Linked DNA regions of Gossypium raimondii: region 2 is linked to region 1. Evidence: chromatin contacts called from public Hi-C data. All regions are on one chromosome and are shown on one strand. The core of a region is the stretch at or near the end of the contact, and the rest is flanking DNA. Distances in the headings are between cores, read along the strand shown.

Evidence for each region. Hi-C and Micro-C count contacts between places; a contact is called where the count stands out from the background.
Region 2: a Hi-C map of leaf shows a contact between it and region 1, with 3 times the contacts expected there. The contact joins the promoter of LOC105764104 here to the promoter of LOC105764098 in region 1. A contact is called at or near these places in 2 of 2 Hi-C or Micro-C datasets (both in leaf).

The regions. Positions count from the first base shown.
Region 1 is chr12:39,946,872-39,952,564 of ASM2569854v1, reverse strand. LOC105764098 (proline-rich protein 3) reads right to left here and starts at 1,679. Exons shown (of 2, transcript XM_012582567.2): 1 at 633-1,679; 2 at 19-549. The coding sequence starts at 1,647. The coding sequence ends at 209. It overlaps LOC105764097 (60S ribosomal protein L19-2), which reads left to right and starts at 2,711. Exons shown (of 5, transcript XM_012582566.2): 1 at 2,711-2,883; 2 at 3,512-3,634; 3 at 3,955-4,268; 4 at 4,417-4,478; 5 at 4,572-4,873. The coding sequence starts at 2,772. The coding sequence ends at 4,596.
Region 2 is chr12:40,177,902-40,183,956 of ASM2569854v1, reverse strand. It overlaps LOC105764104 (exocyst complex component SEC15B), which reads left to right and starts at 2,033. Exons shown (of 1, transcript XM_012582572.2): 1 at 2,033-4,849. The coding sequence starts at 2,197. The coding sequence ends at 4,608. It also overlaps the pseudogene LOC105764105.

The sequences.
Region 1 (5,693 bases), core at 430-2,929:
TATTTAAATGCAATTGGATTTTAGAAAATGGGGAAATAAAACATTGAACTTTATTAGTCCAACAAAATAATCGTGGGAAATATTAATAAAGCAAATTAAGCACTTAACACGTTAATAGAACAAATTGATTAAATAGAAATAAACCCCACTCCCCTTCTTCAACACCAAAGCAGACAGACAAAAATAATAAAGAATTAAAGCTGCTTGTTTAGTAACCATTAGGGAGTGAATTATTAGGTTGAGAGGTGAAGAAGAAAGGTCCAACGGAGTAAAGCTTGATCCTCATGTGATTGAGAATACGGAAATCAGAAAGAGGAGCACCACTAATGCCTTTGTTGACATTCACGGGAACATTACAAGTCTCCAATGGAGAGCTTTCAAGTAATGCCTTGCACTCTGTGAGCTTGCTTAAACTTCCGTCCTCTGAAATCGAAGGAGACAATCTCGCAAAGAAGTAACCCTTTGCATCGGTTTCTCCGCTGCAAACCGAATGAGTCTTCTCGTACCCGTTCTCATCAACAACTAGACATGTTATCCTTGCCAAAGCACCTGTGATCATTGAAACAAATTTGAATAGTCTTTAAACATAAAATATAAATGCTTAAATAGTGTGCGTCTCAAATGGATTATACCTTGAATAGGATAATACTTGGGACCTGATTTACATAAAACAAGCCCTTCAACACCAATGGGAAGATTAGGCTGCTCTTCTCCTTCTGGCTTTTTGTATTCTTCTGGTTGTTCTTTGTTGTCATAATCAGGCTTCTCTTTACCTTCTTTTTCTTCTGGTTGCTGTTGGTAGAACTTAATTTTAGTGCCATATTCAGGCTTTTCTTCCTTTTCTGGTTGTGTTTGGTAGACAGGTTTCGTGCTATAACCAGGCTTCTCTGTCTCTTCTGGCTCTGCCATTTCCTTTTCCTTGTCTTCTGGCTGTGGTTTAGTACCATACTCAGGCTTCCCTTCCTCTTCTGGCTGTGGTTTTGTGCTATAACCAGGCTTCTCTGACTCCTCAGGCATTGCCTTCTCCTTGTCTTCTAGCTCTGGTTTATAGAAATTTTGCTTGGTGCCATAATCAGGCTTTTCTTCCTCTTCTGGCTGTGGTTTAGTGCCATACTCAGGCTTCCCTTCCTCTTCTGGCTGTGGTTTTGTGCTATAACCAGGTTTCTCTGACTCTTCAGGCATTGCCTTCTCCTTGTCTTCTAGCTCTGGTTTATAGAAATTTTGCTTGGTGCCATACTCAGGCTTTTCTTCCTCTTCTGGCTCTGGTTTAGTGCCATACTCAGGCTTCCCTTCCTCTTCTGGCTGTGGTTTTGTGCTATAACCAGGTTTCTCTGACTCGTCAGGCATTGCCTTCTCCTTGTCTTCTAGCTCTGGTTTATAGAAATTTTGCTTGGTGCCATAATCAGGCTTTTCTTCCTCTTCTGGCTGTTGTTGGTTGACTCGCTTGGTGCCATACTCGGGCTTCTCTTCTCCATTTGGCATCGGCTTTGTTTCATAGTTAGTCTTCTGTTCTGCTTCTGGTTTTGCACCATAATCATATGCAGGGCTTTTGGATGAATCATAACCACCATAGTCATTCGCATAAGCAATGACAAGCAATGAACATAAAAGCAAGCAGGTAGCCAACAAGGAACGGGCGATAGCCATATTTTCCAACTGTAACTACCGAGCACAAAGAGAAGAAATATGATGGGATGAAGTGCAGGGAGCTACCTTCACTGCAGTATATATACAGGAAATTTTGGTATATTGCGTCATTGATTAAGCAATAGAAGAAATAGGCTTTGTCATGATTTGGTTGCACGATGGCAGAAACATCTACAGACTTGACTACCACTAACTAATATATTTCGGGTTAATTCCACCAACCATCCCCTGATTATGATTCAAATTCGAAATTGATCCTTAAACTTCAAAATGTTCAAATTGAATCATCAAAGTATCATTATCAAATCTAATTCTAGATACGTGTGAACTTATTGCATTGACAAATTTTTCATAAATTTTAGTGACACAGTTTGGTTTGTAATGTATCAAATCCGAGCTATATACACATATTTAAATAAACTTCAAGATATAGACGAGTTAGCAATTAACATTCAAGTTGACAAAAAATTTGATTAGTATAATATATTTAATTGAAATATTTTAAAGTGTGAGGATTAATTTAGAATTCGGATATAGTATTAGGAGGTACAGTGGAATTGACCCATACATGATTTGTATAACAAATCTAAGGCTTAGGTAGGATGGTAGACGAGGAGTGTGCCATAATATATCAATTAAAACTTTTAATATATGGTATGATATAATAGTAATAAGCTTATAAATCAATTGAATAATTAGGATATTATTAAAATATATTTTTATAAAGTAAAATTTTATTTGATTTTATATGAATTTTTAATATGTATATTTGCTAATTTTTTGAGTGTGCTATAAAGTTGGCATAAGTAATGAATCAAAATTTCGAAATTGGATTATTTTTGGACACCTCGGAATCTAATCTTAAATCCTTCATTGTTTACAAGGCCCATGAACAAGTTAATTGGGCTAACGGCCCATAAACATACAACTGAAAGGACATTCCGTACAAAAAAATCACCGCCAAAATGTTAAAGAACCCGGTCCAAATATTAAAATCAAGCAAGCAGACACCCTCCAAACCCTAGGGTTAAAGCGGTCATATAAATAAGCCGCTATCACTTCTGCATTGCCCTTCTTTGCTAACAGCAGTTAGCTGCACACCAAAGAGAGGGAGAGAGAGAGAGATGGTATCGCTTAAGCTCCAGAAACGGCTCTCAGCGAGCGTTCTAAAGTGTGGAAAAGGAAAGGTTTGGCTCGATCCAAATGAAGTCAACGAGATCTCCATGGCCAACTCTCGTACGTTTTCCTCTTCTCCTTCACTTTTTTTACTGACTCGAGTAGTATCGCTTCCGTAATAATCATTTTTAAGTTGAGGTATGATTTGGACTTGATTTCGCATCGTTTTGTTGGTAAATAGTGAAAACGAAGCAAGAAGTTTTAAATTTTTAGGAATTTAATATCTGATTGCTGATGTAGTTTACTTTTAAGCTTTTTTAGTGATTTATAACAGTAAAGTGTTATATAGTTCACTGAGATGAGCTTTGGCATATATACAATTTGATTTTTTATTATGCTATTATTTATTTGTTTGCTTGTGAGAGAAAATATTTTCAACTAAAGCTTATAGCGAATGCTACTTTAGTTGACTTGAGATTTCCTGCATTTGAAGATTAAAATTTCAGATTAATCGTAGAATTCTGTACAAGGTTAAATCGTTGTTTTCTCCTCTGATATTTTTTAAGAAATTTTTTTATATTTTACTAGCTGTAATTCTGAACAATTAGTAGCAAGTTGAAGTTGATGTAATCTATTATAAGAGATTGAATAGTCTATGGATTTGTTAGTTTGTTTGTAGCTTAGCACAAAAAATGGTTCCTTTATTGTTTTTGGTTATAACCGTGTTTATATTTGGTTTGGCATGCAGGCCAGAATATAAGAAAGCTGGTTAAAGATGGTTTTATCATCAGGAAGCCAACCAAGATTCACTCTCGGTCTCGCGCGCGCCGCATGAAGGAAGCCAAGAGAAAGGGGCGTCACTCTGGTTATGGTATGTCTTCTCTATGTACTTTATGATGGTGAGATTTAACGGGAGATGTTATTTACTGATGCAGGGTAGGTAGCTTGAATTACTTCATTACATGCTTGCAGATTCTGTATCATGTAGAAATCAGATTATATTCTTGAATCTTGATTATGCATCATGTTTTCCAAGTTACAATGTCCAAAACCATTTTATTAAAAGATTAAATGAAGTACTGTGAGGATTCTTAATCCTGTGAGGAATCTTTTGTTAGCCACCAAAAACTTCGATTGTTGGAAATTTGTGTATATTGATTAACTGGGTCTTAACTTCCATGCTGATTTTAGGTAAGCGCAAGGGTACAAGGGAGGCAAGGTTGCCCACAAAGATCTTGTGGATGAGGAGGATGCGTGTTCTGAGACGCTTGCTCCGCAAGTATAGGGAATCAAAGAAGATTGACAAGCACATGTACCATGACATGTACATGAAAGTCAAGGGTAATGTGTTCAAGAACAAGAGAGTTCTCATGGAGAGCATCCACAAATCTAAGGCTGAGAAGGCCAGAGAAAAGACGTTGGCTGACCAGTTTGAAGCTAAGAGGGCTAAGAATAAGGCAAGCAGGGAAAGAAAATTTGCTAGGAGGGAAGAGCGTTTGGCCCAGGTAAGAACTTTTGTACCGTAACGATTTTCTTACTGTTATTTTAGTAAAAAGATTGAAATTCTGTGGTCTTATGGTACAGTTCTTATCATGATTGGTCATCTTTTATGTAATTATGGATTAATGTACAATTTTTTTTTCTTCTCTTTAGGGACCTGGAGGAGGAGAAAAGCCAGCTGCAGCACAGCCTGCGGCAGCTGTGCAACCAGCCGTGTAAGTACCATCTTCAAGATAGAATTTCTTTTGGTAAAAGGATCAGTGTTTTTAAGTAATATGATTTCATTCTCCCATTGTTTGAACTTTCAGGGGTTCCAAGAAGTCAAAGAAGTAAAACAGAAAAGAAAAAGTAAAATTTCTTACTGAAGAGTACTGATCGAACGTGACATTTAGATTTTTAGTGATGTCTTAAGTAATTTTGTTGAGGCAATGTTGTGTTTTTTTGGTTGATATGAACTTTTGTTCTTTTAGGCGGATTAAGCTTTAAATGTTTTTTTTATCAGTTTACTGATTTGTTTTTTTTTGTTAATTACATGATATAATGTTGTGTCGGAATTTATCTTAGTGATTTTCAACATCACTCGTAATAAATCTGAAAAATGTTCACTGCAGTGGTTGAAAGCTTTTATTATGATTAATCAAAATAATTTTAATCATTATATTAAAGGAGGCAATTTTATATTTTTATGTAAAAATATCGGTAGTAAAATTTTATAAAATTATTTTGCTTACCGTGAAAAGTAATCAGATCACTAGTATTGATATCAAATGTTTAATAGGACATGTAAGATTGAATCAAAGGTGGAAATAGAACTATTACCTGGCTTGAGCTATTTCTAGGTTTTATTTATTCGCCCATTTTAGATGAAAGGAAATAAAATAAAATGAATGAATTTATAATTACATGTATGTTTATGAACAGTTAAAAATAATCTAAATTTGAATTGTTAAATAAATTATTTATAGCTTCATTGCAGTTCTTCAAATAAGAATGTTGATTTTATTATTTTAGGTATACTAAAATATTTAAATACATTATTTATATTTGTATTTATATATTTTATGAATAAATAAATATTGAGTTAGGTTCAATTCGTGGAATTGCTTTCTACTTGGGTGGTGTGGCTGATTGAGCCCTCTCGTTGCCTCCTCTTATTGTCTTCGGCGTTGTTCGCTCTAGTTGATGACAGACTTTAAAATTATAATTATCATATTTATTCTAATGATTTATTTATTAACATATTTTGGTTGAATTTATTTATTAATATGTAACTACAATTATGATTGGGGATGCAATTGTTTTTTCATGAATTATTAATTATTACAACATGATTTATAAATTTATTTTGACGTCATATATAAATTATAATGAAAATACGAATTACTATAATTTATCAAAATTTTATGAAAATTGTGATAAAAAATACTGAA
Region 2 (6,055 bases), core at 784-3,283, 230 kb before region 1:
GTTTTATAAAATTATAAGATTGGAAAGAAAGGTTTCAACGAATTCATGTTACTTTCAATACTCTAGATTCACTAACAAAAAATAGAAAAAAAATCTAAGAGACTTGCCTGCTTCTTTACTCTAAGCATATTATCAAATTCTTTAACCTTTCAAAATGAGATCAAAACTAGAATATAACAGTTGGAGAGAGCCTTGTAACATTGCCAATATCAACCACAACTAAAAAATTATCTAAAATAATATGATATTCACATCATATATTTTGAAATCTTAATATTTATTGAAAATATGAGATCACCTATTGAAGATAATTTTTGGAATGTAAAGGTAAAAATTTATTAGAGAAATCTCATATTACACCTTAAAAATATGGGTAAACTACTCAAATAGTCACTCTAAAATTACTTCATTCATGTTTTAGTCACTTTAATTTTTTTTTGTCAAATATAGCACTGCCGTTTGTAAGTATTCTTGTTTTGATCATTGTCCCGTTAAAACCTAAACAAAAAGCTGACTAGGATGCCACGTATTGCTGATTGTTCTGTCAATTGTGTATATCTTTTTACAGATCATTAAAATAGTTTACCAAAAATATCATTTAACATTAACTAAAAATTTTTACTATTTATAAAAGGATCAATAGTGGTCCTTAAACCCAAAATCATTAAACCTTAAACTCCATTACCATTCCTAAATCCAAAATCAAACTCTAAACCCCATTTAGAGACCACTATTGGTCATTTTATAAACAATAAATTTTTTTAGTTAATATTAAACTTTTTTGTAAATCACTTTAATGACATGTAATAATATATAACAATTTGTAGAATAATAGTGTGAAAGGAAAGCCTGGCTCCAAGTTGTTTAAGAATAGTGGTGTTGTTGAGTTTCTCGATCCTTTGACTTAGGATTAGTCAGTTCTATTTCTTGAAAGGGGCAAGGAAGGGATATAACTCAACGGTAGAGTGTTACCTTAACGTGGTGGAAGTCATCAGTTCGAGCCTGATTATCCCTAAACCTAATGTGAGTTTTTCTATTTTGCCTTGTCCCCCGCCGTGATCGAATAAGAATGAATAAGAGGCTCGTGAGATTGAGTGAGGGGGTAGGAATGACTATATTTCTGAGAGTGAACTCTAGGCGAATATGAAGTGCATGGATACAAGACAATTTCGAATTGGCTTTGTCTACGAACAAGGAAGCTATAAGTAATGCAACTATGGATCTCATGGAGAGTTTGATCCTGGCTCAGGATGAACGTTGGCGACATGCTTAACATATGCAAGTCAGACGGGTGAGTAACGCGTAAGAACCTCCCTTTGGGAGTGGAACAATAGTTGGAAACAACTGCTAATACCTCGTAGGCTGAGGAGCAAAAGGAGGGATCCGTTTGAGGAGGGGCTCGCATCTGATAGCTAGTTGGTGAGGCAATAGCTTACTAAGGCGATGATCAGTAGTTGGTTCGAGAGGATGATCAGCCATACTGAGATTGAGACACGACCTAGACTCTTACGGGAGTCAGCAGTGGGGAATTTTTCGCAATGGGCAAAAACCTAACGGAGCGATGTAGCGTGGAGGTAGAAGGCCCACGGGTCGTGAACTTCTTTTCCCAGAAAAGAAGCAATGACGATATCTGAGGAATAAACATTGGTTAACTTTGTGCCAGTAACTACAATAATATAGAAGATGCAAGCGTTATCTAAAATGATTGGACGTAAAGTGTCTGTAGGCGACTTTTTAATATGTGGCATCCTAATGATCAAAACAAAAATGTGCTATATTTCATAATAAAAAAATTAAAGTGATAAAAATAATAATAAAGTAATTTTAGAGTAATTATACGAAGAATTTACCCCCAAAAACATTATATTCCTCGAACCAAGCACAGCTCCGTCGCGTAAATTCTACTTGCATAAAAACGTAGTCTTTACCACGTCTCCAATTGCGACTTTCAAAAAACGAGGAAGTCTCCAATTGGCAATTGCAGTCTCAAAATTACTAATAAGCCCTTACTATTTTCCATCATCTCAGTGCCGTTTTCGTCAAACCGAAATTAACAAATGAAAAAAAGAAAAAGAAAAAGAAAAAGAAAAAGAAAGCTTACCCTCGTCACTCTGTCCAAAAGCTTCCGATTCACCGCTCCCCATCTCTCCCTCTCATTCTTAAATCACGGCGCCATCACCATTACCGTTAAAAGAAATGCAGTCAACGAGGTCGCGCCGTAAAGTAGCGCCAGCAGCTGCTGATGGCGGCGACTCCGGCGACAAATTGGAACAACTCCTACTTTCCTCCGCCATCTGTAACGGCGAGGACCTCGGTCCTTTTGTCCGCAAAGTGTTCGCTTCTGGAAGGCCTGATACCCTCCTCCATCACCTTCGTCACTTCGCTCGTTCAAAAGAATCGGAAATCGAAGAAGTTTGCAAATCTCACTACCAAGATTTCATCCTCGCCGTCGATGATCTTCGATCTCTTCTCTCCGATGTCGATTCTCTCAAATCCTCTCTCTCCGACTCCAACTCAAGGCTCCAATCAGTCGGCGGTCCTCTCCTTTCTTCCCTTGATTCCTTTGTCGAAGCTCAAAATGCTTCCAAGAACGTAAACTCCGCTTTGCAATCGGTAATTTTGTGTATTAAGCTGACGGAGCTTTGCTTAAGAGCAAATCTTCATCTCTCAAACGGCAGTTTCTATATGGCGTTGAAGTGCTTAGACTCGATCGAGAACGAGTTCCAAGATAAAACACCTTCGTCTACTTTAAAAAGGATGTTGGAGAGGAAGATTCCAGAGATTCGATCTCACATCGAGAGAAAAATCAGTAAAGAGTTCGGCGATTGGCTCGTTGATATTCGCGTGGTGAGCCGCAATTTAGGGCAATTAGCAATCGGACAAGCCTCGGCTGCCAGGCAACGCGAAGAAGATCTGAGAATCAAGCAAAGGCAAGCCGAAGAACAGAGTCGACTCAGCTTGAGAGGTTGCGTATACGCTTTAGAAGAAGATGACGACGACGGTGGACTCGGAGGAGACGAGAACGACGGTTATAGTAACGGTAATAACGGATCGTTTGGATTTGATTTGACTCCTCTATATAGAGCTTATCATATTCATCAAACTTTAGGACTCGAAGAACGATTTAAGCAGTATTATTTTGAGAATAGGAAGCTTCAATTAACGTCGGATTTTCAAGTTTCTTCTATGACCCCATTTCTTGAATCTCATCAAACATTTTTTGCCCAAATTGCGGGGTTTTTTATCATAGAAGATCGCATTTTAAGGACAGGTGGGGGTTTGGTTTCCAAAATGGAAGTTGAGAATTTATGGGAGACTGCTGTTAGTAAAATGTGCTCGGTTTTAGAGGATCAGTTTTCTAGAATGCAAACTGCTAATCACTTGTTACTGATTAAGGATTATGTGAGTCTGTTAGGAGTTACTTTGCGTAGGTATGGCTACCCTGTTGATGCATTGCTTAATGTTTTAAGTAAGCATAGGGATAAGTACCATGAGTTGTTATTATCTGATTGTCGGAAGCAGATTGCGGAAGCTCTTGCTGCTGATAAATTTGAGCAGATGTTGATGAAGAAGGAGTACGAGTACTCGATGAATGTGCTATCTTTCCAGTTACAAGCATCGGATATTGTTCCAGCATTTCCTTATGTTGCGCCATTTTCATCTACTGTGCCTGATTGTTGTCGGATTGTGAGATCTTTTATTGAGGATTCTGTTAGTTTTATGTCTTTTGGTGGGCAGTTGGATTTCTATGATGTTGTAAAGAAGTATTTGGACCGGCTTTTGGGTGAGGTTTTGGATGGGGCTCTTTTGAAGCTGATTAGTTCATCTGTCCATGGGGTTTCTCAGGCAATGCAGGTTGCAGCAAATATGGCAGTTTTGGAGCGGGCTTGTGATTTCTTCTTTCGTCATGCTGCACAGCTTTCTGGCATTCCTTTGAGAATGGTAGAAAGGGGTAGGAAGCAGTTTCCTCTTAGCAAAGCCCGTGATGCTGCAGAAGACATGCTGTCTGGGATGCTCAAGAGAAAGGTTGATGGTTTCATGACTTTGATCGAGAATGTGAACTGGATGACCGACGAAGCTTCGCAGGGTGGTAATGAATATGTGAATGAGGTCATAATATATTTGGAAACTTTGGTTTCTACTGCACAACAGATATTGCCTCCTCAAGTTCTTAAAAGAGTTTTACAAGATGTAATTTCTCACATATCAGAGAAGATCGTCGGGGCTTTATTTGGAGACTCGGTGAAGAGGTTTAATGTAAATGCTATTATGGGGATTGATGTGGATATTCGGTTGTTAGAATCTTTTGCGGATAACCTATCACCTGTGTTTTCTGAAGGGGATACAAATCAATTGAAAAATGCACTTGCAGAGTCAAGGCAGTTGGTCAATTTGCTTTTGAGCAATCATCCAGAGAATTTTCTGAACCCAGTAATTAGAGAGAAGAGTTACAATGCCCTGGACTACAGGAAAGTTGTGACAATTTCAGAGAAGTTAAGGGATTCGTCAGATCGGCTATTTGGAACCTTTGGGAGCAGGGGTGCCAAGCAGAATCCAAAGAAGAAATCTATGGATGCATTGATAAAAAGACTCAAGGATGTGAGCTGATTTTGGCAAGGAGCTGTATGTATGTCTATGTTCTTTTACCTTTTTCAATTCAATCGCGGTTATTTCTTAGTAGTTCATTGCTAATATATTTACTTGATATTAAGGCACAGCATTTATTTATTTATTTATTTATTTTGTTTCCTGGTTGTTTTAAATTAACAGTTGTGAGTTGAAATTTTCGTTGTATTAAATTCTTTTTCGGCAATGAGTGAATTTGTTCGTAGAATTGCATTAAGAATAAGACCCTTTGTGCTAAGCTATTTTAGTTGCTTGCTTTTATTTTTTTGGTCAGTTGGTATGCCACCACTTATAGGATATGGAAATGCTTGATTTAATTGTACCATATAAAGGGCGTGGTTGTTACCCTACGTGTATCTCATGTATAAATGGGGTACATAGTATACACACATACACGAGTATGGGCATTTATTTATACGTACATATATGTGTGTGGATTCCTTGTGATTGATAATCTCCGTACAGACTGCTTTCTCGAGTGTCTGCGGTGTTCTCCAGCTATAGTTGAGACTTTGCTTGCCCTTCTCCCCCCTGCAGGTGGTTCATTTGTTATATAATGTGGTGGGAGAAACTGGGTCTCAATAATGATTTGAAATGGGAGAATTCATCAAAATGTTAATATAGACTTCATGTATGGACTTGAATAAGATGCAGACACGAATGTTAATAGCTCACCAGAGACACTCTCTTGAAAGCTCTTTCTGCTAAATAGGCGCAGGGCTTGAACGGTCCATAAGTCTTTGACCATTTCTCCAATTTTGAACATATATATTTTGGTCCAAGAGTATCAGCCCAGAAAATGATTCCTCCCCTAAGTCAATTCATCATTCGTATCGAAATTAGGAATTATACATTTGACTATCGGAAAGAATAAAAAAGCAACAGGGGCACAAACCACAAACCTATATTCCGGGAATCCCATGCCTGTAACAGAAGCAACGTCGAGATCTGATGCCTTGACAACAATTTTGTCCTCAAAAACGCAGCATGCCTCGTTCACAACAGGGAAGAGAATCATTTCAACTATCTCTTCATCGGATAACTGCATCAACTGTTAACAAATTCGAAGCCATCGAATGTGGATGCACACATAGAGAAGTGGTAAGGATAGGGAGAAAATTTCATGTTAGAAAATTCATAAATTCATACAGAGAAAAGCAGTATAGTACTTATAACAACTACTTCATGCAAGCCTGCTTGTTATCTGCTCAAGCACAGAACCTGATGGGAAATATAACTGAACTTTAAGTTAAATAACCTCATAATCAATGCTGAGACCGGAGATGCTCCTTGCCTTGTTTACATACATCTTAATATCAGGATTAGGGGTAAACTTGGACTTCCCGTCATAGATGTAGAAACCTTTTCTAGTAGTTTCATCTGAAACAGGAGACAGTCATGGAGGATTCCAGATGTCGATTTAATGGTT